Linked DNA regions of Gossypium hirsutum: region 2 is linked to region 1. A link is a contact called in public Hi-C data. All regions are on one chromosome and are shown on one strand. The core of a region is the stretch at or near the end of the contact, and the rest is flanking DNA. Distances in the headings are between cores, read along the strand shown. Region 1 holds the start of LOC107957377 (probable lysine-specific demethylase ELF6). Region 2 holds the start of LOC107957383 (GATA transcription factor 8).

Region 1 (5,146 bases), core at 853-3,352:
ACAGATTTTATCTTACAATATTCACACGTACCTACTATGCCAATCCGCATTGTCTACACTTCTTTGTTCTTTTTCATAGTCTTATGTACTCCATACTTGGTTGAGAAGATATGTGATGTTATTTACAAACAAGTGGTTCAACATCATTCAAAATGAACTTAACTATCTTATTCCCACTTGGATTTTTTTCAAAATATTCATCGAATATGAGTAGGATGGTACTGTCTTTCAAGTTATGAAAAAGTTTGAACAATATTCTCATTACAAGGAATGCGAAGATCAGTCTTTTCGCTTTTATGTATCAGCTTGTTGAGCTGGGAATGTTATATCCAGTTACAAATTGGTTTTTTTATTTAATTCTTTTTTGCCTCTTTTTAACTCTTCAACTTATATTTTTTTGTTAAATTACTCTAAAATTGATAGAAAAATTAATCTTTATTAATTTGACATACATGTCGATGGTATGACATCATTTAATTAATTTTTTAAAATTTAAAAATGTTAAAAATATTTTTATACTGTTTTTGAATTTTAAAAAATTTTAAAAAGTTAATTAAATACTAATAGTATTATTCATGTGATAGTTCATGTGTATCTTACATCAGTAAAATTAAAAGACATTGACTTGTCTATCTATTTTGAAAAAATAAGTTTAAGAGCTAAAAAAGATAAAAAATTTAAATAAACTTTTGTAAAGTTATAGGATTAAATAAGTCATTATATCTTTATTTTTTTTTGAAATTTTAAAATTTAAAATTTTTATTAAAATATTTTATATGATGAGATCAAACATTCAAAAGCATTGAAGTTTGTAGCATTTAGTAGAATAAATTCTTTTTAATATGGAAGAAGTAGTAGATGGAAATGTAATTTGGTACACAACTTGGCTGAGATGGTTATAAATTTATTTATTTTGACTTTTCAATGTGTCATAACCCAATGTAAATCGGTTAACTTCAAAAACCCAAATCACATCAACAAACCCAGTTGACGCATTATACAACAACATCTAATCCAATTTACATGTTTTTATAAATATAAAATCAAAAATTTCAATTCTTTTCAGTGACTTTTTTTTTAAATTTGAAATAATTTAATTCATATTAATTCTTTCTATATATATTTTAAGATAAAATTTAATATATTTCTTTTGAAATTTTTATATTCTTTAAAAAATTTATACATTTTTTAAAAATTTTCTATAATGACTTGTTTAAGGTTTGGATAATCTGTCTTACACTTCAATTAAGCTGGTTCGACCCAAATTCAATCTAAATAATAAAATATATTTTTAAATTAAATTTTAACTATCAAATATATAAAATACCAACCGAAAATTATATTTTTAATATTTTATTATTTGTAATAGTAAATGGACTTTTTGAGAGAGCTGGACCAGCACAAAAAAAAATTTGGACTTGAAAAATATTTTGAAACCGAGCTTCGGCCTAATCTAACCTATGGACACTTCTAATAAATACTAAATTGATAAAATAAGTAAATATTAAGAGTTTAATTTGTTATTATATCAATTAAAATTATATACAATTGACGAAAAATATTAATTATTGTAATTAATTATTCTTAATTTCCCATTTTCAAAATTAGCAATAATTAGATTGTTTTAACTCTTTTTTGAAGGATCAATTTGCTTCATATTAACATTAAAAGAGACCAAAAAAATATTTTTACCAAAAAACTCGTTTGTATAAATTGAATATATGGAGTTGGAATAGTAATCATAATATGTCCTTTTAAAAAAAATAGGGTCCATTGAGTTTTAACTTAATTAATATGAATATTGTTGTCAATGAAAGAAGATGTGGGTCCGAGTATGTTAAAACTTATTATTCTCTCATTTATGGGTTGGGGATAGAGGACTATTGTGTAAAAAAATAGATATGATCAAAATTTATAATAATTATTAAATAATAATAATAATATGAATAAAAATAAACTACCTAGTTGATGATGCAATTTTAAAGCAATTTCATTTTAATCATTAAACAAAATTTTGCAATTTGATAAACGCCATTAAAAAAAATTTATCGTTTTAATTCCTCAAGCTTTAAATCCTTAGTCCACTTGTTAGTCAAATCTCATTCTTTGACCAAGCTCAAACTTTTGGGCCAATCGAATTCTTTCATTCTTCTTGTTTATCTTCCTTCACACCACTCTCCCACCACTGTCAGCTTTCTTACTAAGGTCACATTCCATCGATTACCCCAACCAATCAAGATGCCATGGCTACACGATTGCCAGCTCCACCTAAACTCCCTTGCAGCTGAAAGCTCTGACCTTTACTGCTTCGCTTGCCATGTTTACTTCTTTTCTTATTTTCCTCTTATTTTTCCTATCTCCGGCTTTTTCTTTAAATTTGTGCTTCCTACTGAGCTTTTTATCTGATCTCTCATAGAAGGGTTAAGTATTATATTTGCTCAATCTATTTTGAGTATCTATGGATGCTACTTGTGTCTGTTTGAATGCAAAAGCAAAGTGGAATTCGATTTCGTTTTGTTACATTTGGAGTAAGAAATGTTAACTTTGTTCATATTCTGATTTTTTGCTTTTTTATGTGTTGTTTAATTGTTTTGGAGTTGCAGAATTCTCACCGTATATAAGTTCAAAAGTCTGTGTATATTGTATATTGTATGGTTTCTTATTTTATAAGAAGCCATGTCATTTTCAGAGCTGTGGATTCCGCCGCAGCATCTCTACATCCCAATGAAGTTCTCGGTTCCGTTCTACCTTCATTTTGGATTCTCATATTTCTAATAGAGTCGGTAGGTAAGTAAGATGACTTGCCTTTCTTTGCTGTAAATTTAATTTGGAAACACTAAATAATTTGAGAAAAGAAGAAACAATCGAAGATTTCCATGGGTTTGATGAAAAATGACTAGAAGAATAGGTGGGAGAATGGATTTGAAAGTTATAATCTGGTGTGGGAAGCAGGACATGGAAGGGTGGTGTGGTTAGCAAGAAGATGAGGAAAAAAATGGTGATGTGATGTGCCTAGTCAGGATTTAACGTTTGGCGAATAAAATGACAAAAAAAAAGAAAATCTAATGGCAGTGACCAAATTATAAAAATTTTATTTTGAGTGATCAAAATGAAAGTAGTTTAAAAGTTGAGTGATTAAGTAAGGAATTTACCCCATGAATAATAGAGGTCCCATAAGTTGAGCCAAATCCTTTTCTAACACCATAGATGTTCTTTTCATCAAATTTTATACTTCTTTTCATGCAAGTGGCCTATTATAATACACCCCAATCTTACCTCATCAAACCACCAAATATCGTACGGTCCACCCAATTTGCATCAACATCCCCCCTTGCACGTTAGCCCTTTTCCACTCTCCCCTGCTAACTTGCACCACTTCGGTTGATCAAAACCTAGCTTTCTCTCTCTCTTCTTTGCCGCTTTTTCAAAACTAATGTCAAGATTTTCAAGCGGCTTCAGGCGGTTCACCAGGTTTTAATTTTTTTTTCCTTTTCCGATTTCTTTGATAGGTATTTTCAAGCAAAAAGATTCGAACTTTTTCCCTAAACTTTGGAGTTTTATGTAGTTTCAATTGAAGGAAAAGTAGGAAACAAGAGAAACCCATGTTGGAAACGTGTTAGAACAATGGAATCTAGTGATTTTGAGAGTTGGGTTTTTGTTAATTTTCATGCCTTTTACTTTCAAACATCTACGAGCAATGTATGTTGAAGGTTAATGATTTGATTGGTTTACGTTGTTCCTTGTTGTTTAGAAATTTTGTTGTAAATGGGAAATGTGGAAATACCAAAATGGCTTAAACGGTTGCCATTGGCACCTGAATTTCGGCCAACTGATACCGAGTTTGCTGACCCTATTGCATATATATCAAAGATTGAGAAAGAAGCTGGTGCTTATGGCATATGTAAGATTATCCCACCGTTGCCTAAACCATCAAAAAAGTATGTCTTTAACAACTTGAATAGGTCACTGTCCAAGTCTCCGGAATTAGGAAGTGATGTGAATATTGGTTCTGTTTCGAATTTTGGGGATAGTGGTGGTGATGAGCGGGAAAGAAGGGCGGTGTTTACGACTAGGCATCAGGAGTTGGGATGGAGTGGGAAGAGAATGAAAGGGGTGGTTAGTAGTCCACAATGTGGTGCTCAGAAACAAGTGTGGCAAAGTGGGGAGATATATACGTTGGAGCAGTTTGAGTCCAAGTCAAAGACTTTTGCAAAGAGTTTATTAGGTCTGCTTAAGGAGGTATCACCGTTGCATATTGAGGCGTTGTTTTGGAAGGTGGCTTCGGAGAAGTCTATATATGTGGAATATGCTAATGATGTCCCTGGATCAGGTTTCGGGGAACCAGAGGGTCAATTTCGGTATTTCCATAGGAGGAGGAGAAAGAGGATGTCATACTGGAGGGAAAACTCTGATTGCAGGAAAGATGAGATTGATGCTGTAAATTATTCACAAATGGTTGAGATTAACAATACTTCTGTTAAAAGTGATCCAGATACACGTGTAGAAACACCCAAGTCATCTACTACATTGTCAACCATTGCATCAGATGTAAATTCACACTCTAAAAGAAAGAGTGGAAATGCTAGTAATGATATGGAAGGTACTGCAGGTTGGAAGCTTTCAAATAGTCCTTGGAACCTTCAAGTGATTGCTCGCTCAGCTGGCTCACTTACACGATTTATGCCTGATGATATTCCTGGTGTTACTTCCCCCATGGTTTATATTGGCATGTTGTTTAGCTGGTTTGCATGGCATGTTGAAGACCATGAGCTTCATAGCATGAATTTTCTTCATACTGGTTCTTCAAAGACTTGGTATGCTGTTCCTGGAGATCATGCGTTTGCTTTTGAGGAAGTTATCCGCGCCGAGGCTTATGGTGGAAACATCGACCGCTTAGGTATGTCACTTTTTGCTATTGTATATTAGGTCGTTGAGCATTACCTCTGGGTGGGATTTAAGAACATATTGCATGATTTTGTTTCATGTCTTACAAATTATAGTAGATATTTTATTGGACTTTCTAGTCTGGAATTGTTTATCTCTCACCAATCATAGAATTTGTGGGAGGCTTATAAAATTGTTATTTTGCTAATTCTAGAATGTTTAGAATACCTCCCTTGAGTGAAACATTTGACATCTATCAGAA
Region 2 (5,146 bases), core at 826-3,325, 130 kb before region 1:
CGGTAATTTGATCAGAAGCCGGGACTCAGCATAGTTCTCAGAATCCGACAGCACCTTCGGGACAGCAAACGGCTGGGGAATGTCGTTCTCATTGACAGATGAAGCTGGGGAGGTCATCTGAACTCCTGGAAGATGATTGAAAGTGGCCAGACGAGGACGTTTGCTTCGTGGACGTCCGCATTTCCCGGGGGCAGACGTTTCAGGACTGTGCGGCAATGGTTTCACTCCTGAACTTGAGCTGCTACTTTCAAGAACCGAAACCGGACTGCAAGTCTGGAATTGATTATTGGATCCCTGAAATTTTTTATCCAAAACAACATAAATATATGAACATTTGAAAATTGATATGCTTCCTATGAACATAACATGAACACAACACGAAACATGGACCGTTGTTCTACCTCACTGATTGAAGAGGAATCTTCTTTCTTTTTTGTCAAGCTTGCTCCACACTGAGTATCTTCAACAAATTTTGACATCCATTCCAATTGAACAATATCTTCATACTGCAATAACAAAATTACCGAAAATAATTATACGAACCCATTGAATTAAATTTTTGAGTTCTTTTAATTTTATAACTATGTTATGTGGTAATAATTAAAATAATAATTTTTTCAAAAATAGTTTCACCAAATAATTTCACCTAAGCATAGTAAAGGGAAGCACATGGCGAATCACGTGACTTCCATAATTGAAGCAATAATTACTAGTCTAAATAATGCGAAAGTCTCGAGTCTTGGGTGGACTCCACATTTCCACCCGACAATCAATATTAATAAATAAATAACCATTTTTAAATTTATATAAATTCCCAAAAAAATCAACTTTAATAAGCAAAAAATAAGATAAAATATAATTCATTTGTTATTATAAATTAACTAAATATTAATTTAATTGATAAATAATTACAAATTAATCGAATATGAATATAACATAAAAAAATAAAAATAAAAAAGCTTTTTATTATTTGATGAATAAAAACAGTAGTTACAGTACACTAACCGGAACAAAGAGTTCAGTGGAAAGCTCGGAAGCACTGTTGTTGAGAAAAACCGAGTCAGAAAAAGGTAATGACTCGGGCTGAGTTGTCAAAATAGTAGGAAACGCGGCGGCGTTGATGACGGCGGTGGAGTCGTAGGCTTCGACATCTCCGTTAGGGAAGTCGATGAGGTCATCGAAGAAGCTGCCGCAATCTATCTCATCAATGAAATCCGTTGATCCAATCATGTTTACTATATGGCACTAACAATTGAAACAAATCTGCAAACAACCAATAAAAAAAACCTGAAATTAATTCATTTTTTTAATTTTAATGTCTTAGTTAAAAGTAGCCATTACTAAATTATTGCTTTTTCGAAATTTGAGGGATAAAAGAAATTCAGAGTGATTTTGAAGCAAACCTTTGTTACTAATCAGTGAGCAAAACTTTCTGGAATTAAGAGATAATTTCCAGGAAAATGAAGTGAATTTTCTCGAGAAACCTGAAAGAAAGTTGGCAAAATTGAATTCGTCAGTATATAAATTGCTTTGAGTGTTGAAATTCAGTGAAATTCATTCATTGAATCAAATAGCAGCAGAAAGCTTCAAAATGTTTACAGTGTTTAATAAAAACCGAAACCAATAACAAAATCATACTACTTTTACTAATTCGGTTCAAATTCAATTCAATTCCTTGTCATTTCCTCCACTTTCTCAGCTACCAAACAGGAAAAGTTCACTGAGAATTCCAACAAAACTATCTTCCCACCATAGAAAAAAAACCCAATTTTCAAAAACATCCAAAAAATTCTGAAAATCTGAGCCACCAAACAAGTTCGAAAATCCAATCCTTGGAAATTAAAATTCAAACTGAATATCAAATACATGAACATTGAAACAATACCTTGATTAAGAAGGAAGGGAAGGGAAATAGGAGGAAAGTTTTGAAAGAGGGAGAGAAAAGAAAGAAAGGCTTAAATAAAAGGAGAGATTTGAAGAAGGGGGTATTAATAATGATAATAATAATTGTTATCACTTCAATTCATTGCTAGCTGTCCTTTACTTTCCCCTTGTTGTCTTGATGTTGAAGTCTTGTGTCTCCCCCTTATTGCCCCCCATGTCCCCCTTTACACTATTTTTTTACTTCATATTTTTTCTTTTTAATTATTTTAATTTTTCAAGGTTTTATTTAGCCATTTGAAATGAAAGGAGTGGTGTTGGAGTCATGCACTCATGTTAGGTTGGAAAGTTTTCACCCAATGCTCATTCTATATTCATTATTTTTTAAAAATAAATTGTCATTTTTTTATTATGATTATTATTAACATAGCAGTCTCATGAAACCTATGATAACTTATAAGCATACCATTTCTTCCCTTTAAAGACAAGAAGAGAAAGGTGTTTTGTTTTGTCTATATTTTTTTCAACAAATATATTATAATTATTAAAATGTGTTGGGGACATTTATTTATATATCTCTTTAATTCTTTGATAAAAATATATTTTTAAGACAAAAAAGAAGCATCCATTGAAATTAAGTTTTGAGTTGAAGTTGTTAACTCACTAGTTGTTCACATTTCAATCTTAATCACCAATTAGATATTTTAATATTTTAAACATACTGTTTAAAAAAATCATTGAATTAATTCATAGCTTACACTCTATTGAGTTTGACTAATTATGTGTAAAAACAAATAATTTGGTACTAGTTGATGCTCACATGATGTGCTATTGTTAGACAGTCGTATGGCAACAAATTTTCAATTTCTTTATAAATATTCATATATATTTTTCTTTAAAAGATAGTCAATTTATCATGTAATATATGAATATGTCTTTTTCAATTAGCAATTAGTTGTCACACACACATGGAGTTGATGAAGGGAAAGTCAGGGTAACCTTCCTATATTTCCATGACTAACATGTACTTTGCAATTTTGTTTACCAATGAACATCGCATGGGCAAAATGGTCAATTGAGTCAGCTTCCACATAGGGGCCTAATAACTGAGCAGATTACGGTACTGTACTTATATATTTAATAATTGGAATAATATAAATTTTAGCCCCTAAATTTGGTAATTAGTTTCACTTTGATACTTATATTTTTTTTATCTATTTTGGTACTTGAATTTGATAATTAAATTCATTTTACTCCCTAAACTTGAAAATTTTAAAAATTTAATAATGTGACACATCATCACTTGAAAATTAAAAAATTTATATAAATTTTGAAGTGATTACATGGTACAATCTTAGAGTGTCACATATAATGTTCATTAAAAATTCATAAAAAATTTTAAAATAAAAATTTTATTAAACTAGTTCAAGTTGCTTAACTATTGATTTTTGTCCCAATTTTTTTTATTGGTTTCGAACAATTTATTAACCCCTTTGCTTGGACAAGTAAACAGGTCAATTTTTGGTACAAGCGGTTCAATCAACCAATCCAGTCATATTCTAAAAACATTAGTTATATCATCAAATTTTGACGGAATCCAAGTTCAATGACCAAAATGGATCTTGTTGCCAAGTTTAGGTATCAAAATGAACAAAAAAAAAATGCAAATACCAAAGTGGACGCAGTTACCAAGCTCAAAGGCTAAAAATTATATTATATATCCATGTTTACTTTTTAATGTTACGTTATAATCATATTTAATATATCATATATTCTATATAAATTCTAATATATTTAATTATAAATGAACATAATTTGAAAAGGAAAATTATGTCGATTGAGTCTTAACTCAGTTGGTATCGATATTATTGCTAATGTAAAAGGACGTGGGTCTGAGTGCGTTGAAGCACATCATCCTCTTATTTAAATGTTAGAGAAAAACTATGGGTAGTTCTAAGTATTGTATTGAATAATAAAACTTAAAAATCGTATGCTACACTCATATGAAGGGAAATAAATAAATAAAAGAAAAACTATAAATCAACATAAATAAATTTCTCTTATGTGTATTACTCTTATCTCAAATTTTAATTATTTTTATGTTTAACAATAAGTTATTTTCAACCCTAAAAAAAAAAAGAACAATTAAGTTATTTTCAAGTGTATCATATGATCATGTGCATCGTGCGTGCAAACAAGAGACCATGTTGAATACGGGGGACCCATTTCACGCGTACACGTTGCTTTGCCAGCGTGGCAAAGGCAGAGATTCAGCGTGTCGCCAGTGGAGCCCACAACAGCGAACCAAAGCTCGCTCATCTCCAGCTAAGTTCAGTGAAGTAAAGAAGTAAGAAGATTCCGGTGAGAACTAAAAGTGTAGCAAGCACGTGATGTGGGGTAGGATGGCACGTGATTTTGCTTGGGGATCCGAACCCTAGATTACTTTTTATCCACCTGGAATAATAATTTTCTGCCACGCTGCCATTGCTGAATTTATTTAGACGAGAGTACCCTCAAAGATTTGTTTTTATTACTTTTCTAGGATCATTTTGATGTTCCTTAGATCATGTGTTGGGTGGGGCCACTTTGGAGCATCAGCCGTACACAGACAAAAATGTGATCTCAGAGACTTCGGTGGGGCCAAGTTTAGAGATGGGCCCATTTTTGCACAGTAAATATTTAATATATTTTACTTTTACCTTGTTCTTGTTATTTCCATCTAACAAATAGAAAAATCAACATGTCACAGAGATACATTTATTATGATGCACTTCATATTTAAATTTTCAATACATTGGTATTATATTAATATATACATATTAAATGAATAAAAGAAATACAAAATAATTATAGATATACATACAGAAATTAAGAGATTTAGTCACAATTTCTTTTTAAATGTTTTGACTTAAACCTAACACATGGTGGTATAGTGAGTGGGTTAGTAACAACTAAAAATGTCAACAAAAATGCAATTGGGTTAAATTTTCTAATCCCAATCTTTGTCTATCATGCATAAGAGAGGTTATATATCTTTTATATATGATACACTTGCATTAAAAAACTGTAAAGCTATTATTTAAACTTGTTTATTAAATAAAAACATAAATTAGTATAATTATTACTTTACATCTATTTTGAATTTTTGCACATCTGTGTGTTGTATCGTGCAGTGACGAATTGCCAATGTACTATCGTTAGAAGCACATACACACGCTAATATTTTTAATATATGCTTATATGCTTTATATGCAATTCGATATGG

Evidence for each region. A called contact is a pair of places that touch in the nucleus more often than the background predicts.
Region 2: a Hi-C map of leaf shows a contact between it and region 1, with 1.7 times the contacts expected there. The contact joins the promoter of LOC107957383 here to the promoter of LOC107957377 in region 1. A contact is called at or near these places in 12 of 34 Hi-C or Micro-C datasets (anther, hypocotyl, leaf and 2 more).

The regions. Positions count from the first base shown.
Region 1 is chrA05:39,195,753-39,200,898 of Gossypium_hirsutum_v2.1, reverse strand. LOC107957377 (probable lysine-specific demethylase ELF6) reads left to right here and starts at 2,102. Exons shown (of 7, transcript XM_016892887.2): 1 at 2,102-4,897. The coding sequence starts at 3,766. LOC107957380 (adenosine kinase 1) reads left to right here. Exons shown (of 6, transcript XM_016892889.2): 6 at 1-297.
Region 2 is chrA05:39,326,957-39,332,102 of Gossypium_hirsutum_v2.1, reverse strand. It overlaps LOC107957383 (GATA transcription factor 8), which reads right to left and starts at 2,075. Exons shown (of 5, transcript XM_016892897.2): 1 at 1,886-2,075; 2 at 1,404-1,484; 3 at 1,006-1,263; 4 at 402-506; 5 at 1-294. The coding sequence starts at 1,230.